3 separate regions of the Mus musculus genome follow, and regions 2 and 3 are each linked to region 1. Evidence: chromatin contacts called from public Hi-C data. All regions are on one chromosome and are shown on one strand. The core of a region is the stretch at or near the end of the contact, and the rest is flanking DNA. Distances in the headings are between cores, read along the strand shown. Region 1 overlaps Dpysl5 (dihydropyrimidinase-like 5). Region 2 holds the start of Slc35f6 (solute carrier family 35, member F6). Region 3 holds the start of Cenpa (centromere protein A).

Region 1 (3,931 bases), core at 799-3,298:
TTTTAATAAAAACAAAAAGTTTAAAATATCTGAACCAAAAAAGTAAAAATTAACAATATCTGATAAGTGTGTGCGGCAGGTCCCATGAACTTTTTTTTTTTTTTTTAAATCTTCTGTGCCTTTACTCTGCATCTGAAATCTATAACTGTAACATCTTTTACACATGGAAATGTAGCTAACTAAATTTAGTTTTAGCTTTTTCCAGGCTTATTTGTGTAGTGCATAGTATAAAAATGACATTGCTTTCAGCGTATGTTGTAAAATTAGTATACTAATTAATTAATGTAATAAATTTTAGAAAATAAGAAGAAAACAACTCGGGAGCAGTCACTTCAAAACAGCCGTCAATGACGTACTTGGCATTCTTCCTCCTGTGTTGCTTGTGTGTGATTTAACATAGCTCCAAGTGTCTTATGAACACTGAATCTGTTCTTCAGTCACGGCAGCGATGCCCTGTTACCTTCGACTTAGCCCCTGTGCTGGCTAGTGTCTTTTTTACTTGACATAAGCTAGACTCATTTGGGAAATGTCCTGCCAGACTGGCCAGTGGGCAAGCCTGTGGGGCATTTTCTTGATTACTGGTGGATGTGGGGGGCCCATGCCACTGTGGGTGGTGCTTCCTCCGGGCAGGTAGTCTTGGGGGTGTACTAGAAGCAGGTTGAGCAAGCCATGAAGAGCCAGAGTGGCCTGCGTGGGATTCCTGCCCCTACTTCCTTTGTTTGAGGAGGGACTGATGTGGAACCCTTTCCTCCTCCAGCCACCTTTGCTCATGTGTTTCATCCCAGCCATAGAAGCTCTAAAACAGCCTCCGAGAGCACTGTGCTGTGTGCTACTGCCTTCAGCTCACCTAAGTAAAAGGTGGTGTCTAAGTAGTCGTGACGTGTGGCAGGCCCACAGCCACCCCTCCTTAAACACGTCCTCCTTAAAGCATCAGGGACAGGACAGTGCATTGCTCTGCTGCTGACCTGTGCAAGGCTTTCCTGTGGGGTGACAATAAAAAGATCTGTCACATCTGTGGTGTCCTCGTGTTCACAGAGCCGGCAGCTGGTGGGAGGAGGATCTGCTGAGCCTATGAACTCCGGTTTGGAGGCCCAGAGTCGCAGTGGTAGTAATAGTAATATGTGCTCTTCTGAGCTCCACAGCTGTGGCCCTACAGGTACAGATGCACATGTGTGTGGCTGCATGTGTAGCTGCAGAGGGGGCTCGTGGCTGCTCCTGGGTAACAGCCAGTAAGATGGGAAATTCAAGACCGCTGCTCAGCATGCTTTCCAGAACTCTTCAGTTCCTATGGCTAGGCTCCAGAGGATGCTGCTTGGTGCTTCTGATAGCCTATACTGATTCCCCACCAGGCTCAGAAGCTGTGTCAGCCTCGAGTCCCCTAACCTATACCCAGACCACTGTTGGTCTCTGGAATTCCCTGCCTAAAAGCCAAGAGTCCTTCCAGGATCCACACAAGGCTGGACCTCTCTTCTTAGTGATCCAAACACAAATGTGCACACACTAGGTCCAAGGGTGGCATTTTGTAGCAGTGGGCAGAGTTTGGATCTGTGTGCCCAGCATGCATCCAGGGTGGAAGTTGTGGGGTAGGGCGGGCTCCAGGGGAAACCAGTTTCTCTGCACTGTAGCTCAGTTTCAGAGGAAGATGACGATTTATTAGCCCGATCTGTACTGTCGAGTATTTGGAGATTTGTTAAATGAATTGCCTTTTCTATCCTTGCCTTGGGGTACTGGGCGTTAAGAACAGTCCCAGGTCCTTTATCATTAGCGTCTCCACGGGTCCCCTCTTTTCTACCGACAGCTGCCGCTGTGCTGAGAGGCACAAAGAACAGCAACTGAGAGCCAAAGAACTAAACAGTGTAGGCTATGCACTGCTAGTAAATCAGACTCCCCCATGTGCACGGGGACAGGGCAAAACAGAGTACATCCACCTGCTGTAAGGATGAATCAGCCGCGCAGGCTCCAGCGGAACCGGGAACAGAAGCCAGCTAGTAAACTACAATCTGCGCAGCCCCAGCTCCAGCCCCACCCCCACGCCTGCATGTATTACACGGAGCTACCGCCCTCTGTTGGCTGCATTTAAGCAATACAAGAAGTCAGGCCATCCCGGCTCTGAGATTTTTTTTCCTTCTTAATTGTAGTTTGGCTGCTTGACTCATTTTCTCGGCCTTAGTCTCCAGGAGTGTCTCTGGTTTGTGATCAGGGAATTTGACTTTATGGAGAAGACAGCTTCATCGGGCTTTTTTCCTCCAGTGGAAAGCAGAATGAATCAGGATATTTATTTTATTTATATGGGTACATTGTAGCAGTCTTCAGACACACAAGACAAGGGAATCAGATCCCATTACAGATGGTTATGAGCCACCATGTGGGTGCTGGGAATCGAACTCAGGACCTCTGGAAGAGTAGTCAGTGCTCTTAATCTCTGAGCCATCTCTCCAACCCCGAATCAGGATAATTAATCAGAAGGATACTTTACCATTCCTTAGTGATACTTGGCTCTCTCTTCCAACACATGTGAAGCTATCCCACATGTGAAGACCCCTCTCTCGGTTATTTTAATCCTAACAACCGGGTTTTATTTGGGAACAGCACATTGACCTGACCTTTGGGAAATGTCACTTTGGACGATCACAAAAGTTACCTATTCAAATAAATTGAATTTATTTGACTCCCAGAACCCAGCCTGGAGAGACAGAGTCAGAAGACCCCAGAGCAAGGAGGCTATGCAGACTGGCTATATCAGTGGGCTCTCGGTTTGATCGAGACACCTTGCTTAGTGTTAAGATGGAAGAGCAATTGAGAATAATTCCCAATATCCACCTTGAGCTCCTCCACATGCACATCCCTGTGCATGCACACACACACACACACACACACACACACACACAGACTTTACATACATGCAAACACACATACACATGCACAAATATACACAAGATGGGGAGAAAAACCTTGTTAAAGTAATATCTTGTGGAGCCTGTGAATTCAGTCATGCATCTGAAAGTGCTCTATCCCAGACAAGACAAATTATGCTCATGAACTCAGGTAGGGGACATGAGGACAAAGGGGCTGATATGGAAGAAGCTGGTGAATTTTTTTGGACAACTCTCACACCAAAACAGTACTTTACTTTGTGAATTTTGACTTCTTCTTCTTCTTCTTCTTCTTCTTCTTCTTATTATTATTATTATTATTATTATGTTCTGTTGTTTGTTTGTTTGTTTGTTTGTTTGAGACAGGGTTTCTCTGTGGAGCCCTGGCTGTCCTGGAACTCACTCTGTAGACCAGGATGGCCTCAAACTCAGAAATCCGTCTGCCTCTGCCTCCTGAGTGCTGGGATTAAAGGCATGTGCCACCACTGCCTGACCCAACCCATTTATTATTATTCCCAAGTTAAGTAAAACTGCTTCATAAGAAGTGACAGAAAAGCTGGTCAGTGGTGGTGCACGCCTTTAACCCCAGCCCTCATCAGGCAGAGGCAGGCGGATCTCTGTGAGTTTGAGACTAGCTTGGTCTACAGAGTGAGTTCCAGGACTGCCAGGGCTACACAGAGAAACCCTGTCTGGGTAAATACACAAACAAAAATAGGTGAGAGAACAATATCTTTAAAATCCCCTATTAAAGCACGTAGTGCTTTACTGCATGTCTGTAGCTAGCTCACCATATTTTCCATGTGAACACTTGATTGGGCTTCCCACTGTAACAGGTATATACAAACAAACCCTTGGGCCTTTGATTTTGTTGTCTATATACTGGAGTTAGCCAAAAATCACTTAGAGGGAGATCTTACTGGGAAGGTAACAGCCAGGCTTGGGCTCCCCAATATGCTAAGTGCTTTTTCCAAAGACCCAAGTTAGAACCCCACATGAGGAAGAATCAGGTTTATTTGTTGAACCCAGGGTTCTAAAGAAGATCATGTCACAGCTCTGAC
Region 2 (3,931 bases), core at 603-3,102, 130 kb before region 1:
TTCTAATGTGACTCTAGAGACAAAGACTGCTCTGCTAGTGACATCATGTCGGGCTAGTGACACCAATGTCATTAGTAATGTTTATGTCAGGCAAGTATCCTTGGCCTGAACCTATGGGAAAATAGCCCAGAGTCCTACTGTAGTCGATAAGAACTGTCTCCCATGGGGAATAGGGGTGGGGAGGCCTGGCAGATGGTGTCCCTTTAGGACACAGTTGTGTTTCATCTAGTCTCCAATGTCTCAGGAAACAGTTTTGGATAAATTACTACTTCCTTTGAAATGACACAAAACTAAAAGCACTGTGGGGGACACATAGCTCAGAAGTCACCTCTTGGATCTTTTATCCCTGGTTTCACTGAAAAGAGCACACTCTCGTGAAGAAAAATTCTGGAATGTTCTGTAGGTCCAAGAGCTATCCAACACATAACCCTTCTTACATGAAAGATGTTTCCCTGTCTGTACGATAGCCTCCTATATTTTTGTTCAAGACCCTACTTATAATACATTCTCTACCTCATCTCCCAAAACAGATGTTACAGTCCCTTGAGTGTATACTATACATGTTTACAAGTTCAAGGCAACCAGGAAGAAGTGGTCAAAACACCCTTTTTTTCATACCTGCAGTAATAGGATCTTCAGAAACAGAGGGACTATGTATGGTGGGTCAAATGGCCATCAAGCGTGTTTGGGGGTTTTTGTTTTTACCTGTGGTAGGGCATGAGCTGCCAATCACATGGAACAGGAAGGTAGGCAGCTGGCAGCTGAGAACCCACTCCCCTAGGTTGTTCCCTGACCTCCACATGTACCACATATGCCTTGAAAGTGCCCTCCAATAACACACAAATAAATAAATTTATTTTTTAACAAACTGACAGCCAGTCATGAACTGGAGTCCATCTTGGAGTACACAGTGAGCTGGAAGACAGTCTGGCTTATATAACAAGATCCTGTCTCAAAAACTAATTAATTAAATGCTAGAAGTCCTCTACACACAAACCGAGGTCTGGTCTTTCTGTAGGGATGCTTCTAAACAATATTTATAGGGGTCCTCAGGGGTACGTGGGGAAGCTTAATGCAGGAACTATACAAAAGCCATGGTGTTTTATCTTCAAGTCCACACCCCCAACACACACATATATATAATACACTCATACACACACACACACACACACACACACACACACCACTGCTACTCATAAGCATAACCTTAATCCTTGGCTTCTGTGGTTTCATTTTTCATTTTATTTTAATTATTTGTTTACTTAGTTACTCAGTCTGGCCTCAGACTCCTTATATAGTGGAAACTGGCCTTCATTTTTCAAGTGCTAGGAATGCACACCCAGTTTGTGTTTTAGCTGTTAAACACCCTACTGGAAGCTACAACTCAACTCAAATGCTCCCTTTACTGAAAGATGTGAGCAATTCAACGGGCTGGGATCCCTAGGGACATTTCTCTCAGGACTCCAGTTCTCTGGAGATCCTGGAGAAAAGAGATTCCCACGCTGTAACTATTACCAACTGCCAGTCTCAACCTCTCAAAATTGTTTATAAAATGCTCTAAGATTGCCTAAGCATCTCTACATGACCCCGAGCGCCCATTTTACAAACCGGGAGGCCAAGAGGCTGGGAGCGTACGCTGCAGAAGTACAGGGCTCGCTCAGCATGCATGAGACACTAGCACTACAAAAAGAAAAGGAAGCCGAGCAATGGAAAAGAAAAGAAAATCTGGTAGCCTTGGCCCGGGACCCTGCACTCTGCTTCTCCAGCTCTCCTACCAAAGACCGGTGGCAGCTCCGGGGCGGGGCTAGCGGGCGTGGGGCGTGGGCCAGTGGGGTCATGTGACTCCCGGCCCGGAAGTTCTTGAGTAGGAGACTCCACATCCCGGGTGACCCGGGTTGGAGCTGCTGATTCAAGTGGTCTCTCGTGTCCACCACTATGGCCTGGACTAAGTACCAGTTGTTCCTGGCCGGGCTTATGCTGGTCACCGGCTCCATCAACACGCTTTCGGCAAAGTGAGTCTGGGTCAGACCGGGAGGGACCTGCTGGGCCGGTGGGTGCTGACACCCGGCGCCCTGTCCCCCACCCGTCCGCTACTCTCCAACCCCACCAGCCCTCCACATTACCGAGAGTTCAGTCGCGCTGGTGTGGACGAAGGGGTGAGAGGCCGGGAGAAAGCGGGCATTTGAAGGCCACTTTGATTCGCGGTCACTTCTATCTCTGAGCCTCAGTTCCTCATCTTTGAACCGAAGGGTTGGATCAGTTTCTCCCGGCGGCGCTCTGGCGCTGCGGTCAGAGACTGAGAGACTTCCAGCAGGAGGCTGGGGGCCTGCCTGGGAAGCACCGGTGCTCTTGGAGAGGCCGAGCTGAAGGGATGGGCAAGCCAGGAGGAGGTGGCCATAGGGTCATTCATGGGGAAAGAAAGGGAATAGACAACATCTTGATGCTTAGTTGGGGCTCTTATGTGGGTGGCAGAGGTTTGGAGGCAGGAAAGAGAAAGGCCAGCTCCAAGTTGCTTGTTCACAGCATCAAATGCCCAGCTGGACTTTTTCCCTCCATAATCAGAGGGCACACCACGTCGTTGAACGTGGGAGAACTGAAAAAAGAATCAGTGTGATAAACGCAGAGGTTTATGTGAGGCTGGGAACCACTCTGGCTCTGCTTACAGTGAGAACACCTAGCAGGTGCCATCAAGAGAGGCAGGTGATACAAACCAAAATGAAGCCACAAGGCTGACTGACCCAGAGGATCAAAAGAAAGTGTCTATCTGGAGAAAAGGCTCCTTAACCGAAACCAGAATGGTAGCTGGGTACTTGCACTCTGGTGTGTGGGAGTAAAGGTCTTCAGCTGGTTGGGAGCTAAGGCCCAGGCATCACAAAGCTGAGAAAGTTAATGTGGTCTCCTCCATTGTTGGCAGAAAGGCCTAGCTTTAACTTGACAGTTGTTTGTCAGTTTATCTGCCTCTGCCTCTGCCTCTGCCTCAGGGCAAGGCCTTTCTTTATCTATTTGCATCCAAAATCCTCAGTGTGCATCATCTGTCCTTTGTCCAGTGTGCGTGTGGGCAGCAGCGAACAATGCCCCTCTCCAAGTCTAGCCTCAGTTTCTTACTGGGCCTGGCTAGGAAAGAAAGTTGGTGTGGCGGCTCCCAGTGAAAGGCCTCCAGGCTTGTGCTCTGGCTTTCCTGGGCCTCTGTGCATTGAGAAGCTGGCTGTGAGCCTCGTGTAGCCATTTCATATTTACTTCTCAGGATTCTTGGATCTAACAACAAAGTCTGTCAACGCTGTGAAGTGCCCAGAAAAGACATGGGCACTCATCAGGGTGACTGTAAGGTACCTGCAGTGTGAGAGAGAAGAAGTGGCCGAGAGAAAGTCCCTGTGGAAGAGACACATGTGTGCACATGTGCCCCCTCCCTTCCCCTAAAGGAGGACACAATCTATGCAACCCAGAATAGGACCTATGCAGTTCTTGGGCTTTTCTCTGGGTGTCTTTCAATGAGATTCTCACACTAAACAAGGACTGCTCCTAATGTTGAGAGTGGCTAATGTCTGTCCAGGCTGCTGTCCCCAGGAAGAATCCAAATGGTCATTTACTGCTTAGATAAACCATGCTGACTCAGCCCTTCCTTTGAAAACCTCCAAACCGGTTAGGTAAGAAGCCAAGGAAGCCTCGGTCCCAGGAAGCCCCACCCTTTGAGGCTGCTGGAGAGTCAGGAGGACTCCGAAGTGTCTTAACCTTTGATCCTGTCCTTAGCCCATCACCTTTTGTGTGGCCTCTCAGGAGCCTCAGCCCCAAGTCCTGAGATGGGGCCCAGAGCTGGACTGTAAACATTGTTCTGGAGTAAACAGTGAGAAAGACACTCTGGGAGGAAGAACGTTGGTGGGAGCAACCACCTTACCAGGATGGTATTGGCATTGCTGGCCAGTGGTTTCCTCTA
Region 3 (3,931 bases), core at 806-3,305, 110 kb before region 1:
AGAATGGTTGAGTGAGCTCAGATCCCAGGAATCTGAGAGATCTCAGGCTGGTAGAAGTGGAGCCATGCCTACCTGCTCTGGAACACATAACCATGATACTCCACTGAAGACCTCAGGCACTGAGTCACCCAGCACAACATCTATAGTTCTTCTCCATGCTAATGAGATATCTAGATAGCCCTGAGCCTTCAGCCAATGAGCGCCCCTTCCTAGATATTCCTTCCCACAAGAGGTATATAATCCCTGGTTCACCCCAAATAAAGTATATGCATTCACATCCATCATTAAATAAAGCAATAGGAGCAAGCAAAGATTGTCTCAGAAAGTTGTTTCATTCAGAAACGAGGTGAAGAAGGCCTTTGACTAAAGAGCTGCGCCTAAGACCCCTGAGCAAGGTCTTCTCCTCTCCAGTTCTTCCAGCACGCTCTGCCCTCACTCCCAGTCAGACCAGGTTTCACTCATCCTGGGCTCTGCCTCGACCTCTCCACCTGGCATGCCCAGATGTTGGAGGGGGGTAAAATCTTGGACCCCCATTCCTGACTCCTGGCAGTACACCAGTGACAGCCAGGTACCCAAAGAAGAAACCACAAATCACAGCATCTGGCCCAGACTTCCACTGTTTCCCCTTCCGGCCTGGTGAAGGAAGATACAAGCTGTGGATCTTCATTTCGGATTTTGCCCTGCGTTCTTCCGGTGCCCCACCCCCACTTGCAGTACAACAGTCCGATTGGTTCAAAAGCCAAAATATGCAAAACTACGTACGTTAATAAGCACTACCCTCCTCTTATGCCTTAACCCACACACCATTACAGTTATATAGGTAGTATCATCAGTTTCTTATGAATCGTAGAGTCTGTCCTCAATCTAGCTTTCTCCTTCTAGTTTACTAAAGGGCTATCTGTCTAGAGCAGACTTCATACACGGATATTATCTGACTAATTAACAGTTGCTGAGGATCCTGATGTCTTCATATATATATATATGGACTTCTGGATCATATAGTAATTCTATGTTTAAATTTCATGTCTGTTGGTAAAATACTGGAGATTGAACGAGTTGGTTGTTGGTCTTTTGTTTATTTGAGACAAAAATAAAATAAAATAAATAAGATAAAATCTTGCTCATAGCTCTGACTAGTCTGGAACTCACTATGTAGGTCTACTGGCCCTGTCCTTATAACAAACCTGCTTTTACTTCCCAAGTGCTGGGATTAAAGGAATACACAGATGAAGTCAGAGCACCTGTGGCCCAACCTCTGAACACTGCTGCACAGAGGACACCAAACTTTTGGAGGACATTTCAGATTCGAACCATGACACATTTCCATAGCAGCTGTGCCATTTTACACCACCCACCCCAATGTTCCACCAGGCTTCTATGAAACCACTGATTATATAAGTATTTTCCTGATTAGAGTACACGTTCATGATAGATCATTTAGAAAACTCAAAAAAGCAAAATGACGAAATTCTCTTTATTCTAATTACGGAGCCATGACCTGAATTCATATTACTCCCGGGAGAAAAGGAAAAGCCGGTTTTTTTCTCAGGCAATTCTGTCATTGTGTTTGATAGCATGGTCCAATAATAGTGCTGGCGCCTGCCCTGCCTGGACCTTGTCCTCAGATTCCTCCGTCCTGGCTGTCCCCACGACCCTATCTTCTGAAAAGGTCATGCAGTTAACCAGGCTTCTGAATCATATTTGCTGGTTGCTTTCAGGAGTGTCACGGGTGCTGTGTGGAGCTGTCACATTCTTGGGCATCTGTTTCCGTATTTTTAAAGCCACCTCAACGTTTGATAGAAAAGCATAAAACTTTTGAGGAAGTGAGCTCTACAAACCCACCACCCACGTAAGAACTGAGCCGTCCTGCCCAGAGGGCATCTGAAAAAGAGATCAACAGGAAAAGGGTGGGGAAATCCTGCCTTCCTTCCCGTCTTCAAGTACCCATTGGCTTCAGACCTTTATTCTCATTGGTTTATCTGGATGTCGCTCCACGCTGGCTTTCCAGAACCAGCCACTGAGAGTCACAAAGTTGGGATTTAAAAGATGCGGTGGGAGGGGCGGGTGATTTTTTGAACTGCTGGCGACCGAGTTCTGGCGGTCCTGACGCGCACCTTGGGCTTGCTCGCGTTCGGTTTCGGCAGCAGGACCAAGAAGGCTTAGGGAAGGCGGCGGGACCCGGCCCCTCGAGGCCAGCCATGGGCCCGCGTCGCAAACCGCAGACCCCAAGGAGGAGACCCTCCAGCCCGGCGCCTGGACCCTCGCGACAGAGCTCCAGTGTAGGTAAGCGAGCCTGCCCTGCACCTCCGAGGCCGGTGCGGTCATCCTGTGGGGCCGGGCCTGTAGAGGGACGGTTCCTGGTCACGGCTTGCCGCTAACCTCGCGTAGGGGTAATGGTTTTTTTGTTTATTTGTTTGTTTGTTTGCTTGTTTGTTCCTGACCGGTTTACAGCAGGGAGAAAAACGAAATGCAGACAAGACAAGGAGTTGGAGCAAAGACAAACTCATTCTGACGGACACGGGGTCTTTTTTTGCATTTATTTACTTTGCATGTATTTTGCATTTATTTTGTGTTCGTGCTCTGGCGACGGCCAGAAGAGAGCGTCGGAACCCCGGGGCCGGAGTTACAGTTGTGAGCTGCCCTTTTTTTTAGAGTGCTAGGAAGAGAACTCGGCCCCCCTGGAAGAGCAGCCTGGGCTATTAACAGCTGAACCAGCTTTCTAACTCCTACTCTTTATTATTTATTTGCAGCACTAGAGATGGAACCCAGGACTCCGTGTATGTTAGGCAAGGGTTCTACTACAGAACTATATCCCCAACCCTCTCCCCGACCCTTTTTTTTTTAAGACGGGAACTCGGTATGTATCGGTGTGTAGCCTTGGCTTGCTGACCTGAAACGTGCTATGTAGACTAGGCTAGCCTAGAGCTCACAGATCTCTGCCTGTGTTGGGGATGGTTGTATGCAGTGTGTATTCAGGAACTATTTCTGAGATCTGGTTACAATCCAGACACTGCCTCAATGTGATGTAAAAACTGTTTTCCATCACCTCTGATTGGTTAATGAGCTGATCAACCAATTGGCTGGGCAGAAGAAAGAAGAGTGGGACTTCTGTTCCCAATCAGAGGGTCCTGAAGAGACCAGGTGAGAAGAAGAGATGGAGAGACCATGTGGGTGAAGAAGGATTACTCATGAGGTCTGGATAAGAGAGCAGCCATGAGGACCCACATGGACCAGAGAGAGCCAGGGCAAGATCAGATGGCAAATAATGGGTCATATAGCCTGGTAACAGCAGCCTAGCCGGGTTAGAATATCTCAGAACCGCCGGGCGCGGTGGCGCACGCCTTTAATCCCAGCACTCGGGAGGCAGAGGCAGGCGGATTTCTGAGTTCGAGGCCAGCCTGGTCTACAAAGTGAGTTCCAGGACAGCCAGAGCTATACAGAGAAACCCTGCCTCAAAAAAAAAAAAAAAGAATATCTCAGAACCTACCTAGCTTAATGCCAGCAGCTTGTTAATAAAAAGGGGGGTAAGGAAGGACTTAGAATTAGATTTACATGCCTGCTTCTGCTTCTCTGGTGCTTGGATTAAAGGCATGCACCACCACATTCTATTTCTCATTGAGGTATGGTGAGCCCCTAAGGGAATAATGTGGTCATGGTTGTACCGCTCGACCAGAGCTGATGTTCGATGTGGACTTCCAGTGTAGAAGCAACCTTCCATTACTCTTATCTTAGGGAAAAGTTTTACATCAGCTGCGCCCACTTCTTGGCTCTCCTACTGCCCTTGTCTGCTGACCTTGTTCTTCCAGCCATTTGGTGCTTTTTATTCCCCCCTCCTTCCTCTCCATTCAGCCTCAGGCCTTGCTAGGTGCCCCCTCCTTTCCCAAGTCAACCAACCCTTCTTTTATGTGGGCCCTTAGACATATCTCCCTTT

Evidence for each region. A called contact is a pair of places that touch in the nucleus more often than the background predicts.
Region 2: a Hi-C map of cortical neurons shows a contact between it and region 1, with 2.6 times the contacts expected there. The contact joins the promoter of Slc35f6 here to the enhancer-like site in region 1. A contact is called at or near these places in 2 of 39 promoter capture datasets (hippocampal neurons and liver), 1 of 15 datasets of contacts at CTCF or cohesin (the NIH/3T3 cell line), 3 of 484 Hi-C or Micro-C datasets (bone marrow-derived dendritic cells, cortical neurons and nephron progenitors) and 2 of 9 other capture datasets (adipose tissue and pancreatic islet).
Region 3: a Hi-C map of forebrain shows a contact between it and region 1, with 2.8 times the contacts expected there. The contact joins the promoter of Cenpa here to the enhancer-like site in region 1. A contact is called at or near these places in 6 of 39 promoter capture datasets (cranial neural crest, embryonic stem cells, hippocampal neurons and 3 more), 1 of 15 datasets of contacts at CTCF or cohesin (the NIH/3T3 cell line), 1 of 484 Hi-C or Micro-C datasets (forebrain), 2 of 115 datasets of contacts at active chromatin or transcription factors (both in embryonic stem cells) and 2 of 9 other capture datasets (adipose tissue and pancreatic islet).

What each region holds. Positions count from the first base shown.
Region 1 is chr5:30,773,208-30,777,138 of GRCm38.p6, forward strand. All of the region lies in intron 2 of Dpysl5 (dihydropyrimidinase-like 5), which reads left to right. Among named protein-coding and RNA genes, the nearest start is that of Gm46907, 40 kb to the right of the region's middle. Within about 2 kb of position 2,049, at least 44 of the 459 cell types and tissues checked have an H3K27ac peak or open chromatin away from gene starts, as enhancers often do. A contact at or near this core is called in cortical neurons and forebrain, where this site is marked.
Region 2 is chr5:30,646,087-30,650,017 of GRCm38.p6, forward strand. It overlaps Slc35f6 (solute carrier family 35, member F6), which reads left to right and starts at 1,853. Exons shown (of 6, transcript NM_175675.3): 1 at 1,853-2,012. The coding sequence starts at 1,936. Mir5625 (microRNA 5625) reads left to right here and starts at 1,850; the gene lies at 1,850-1,929.
Region 3 is chr5:30,664,831-30,668,761 of GRCm38.p6, forward strand. It overlaps Cenpa (centromere protein A), which reads left to right and starts at 2,056. Exons shown (of 5, transcript NM_007681.3): 1 at 2,056-2,283. The coding sequence starts at 2,199.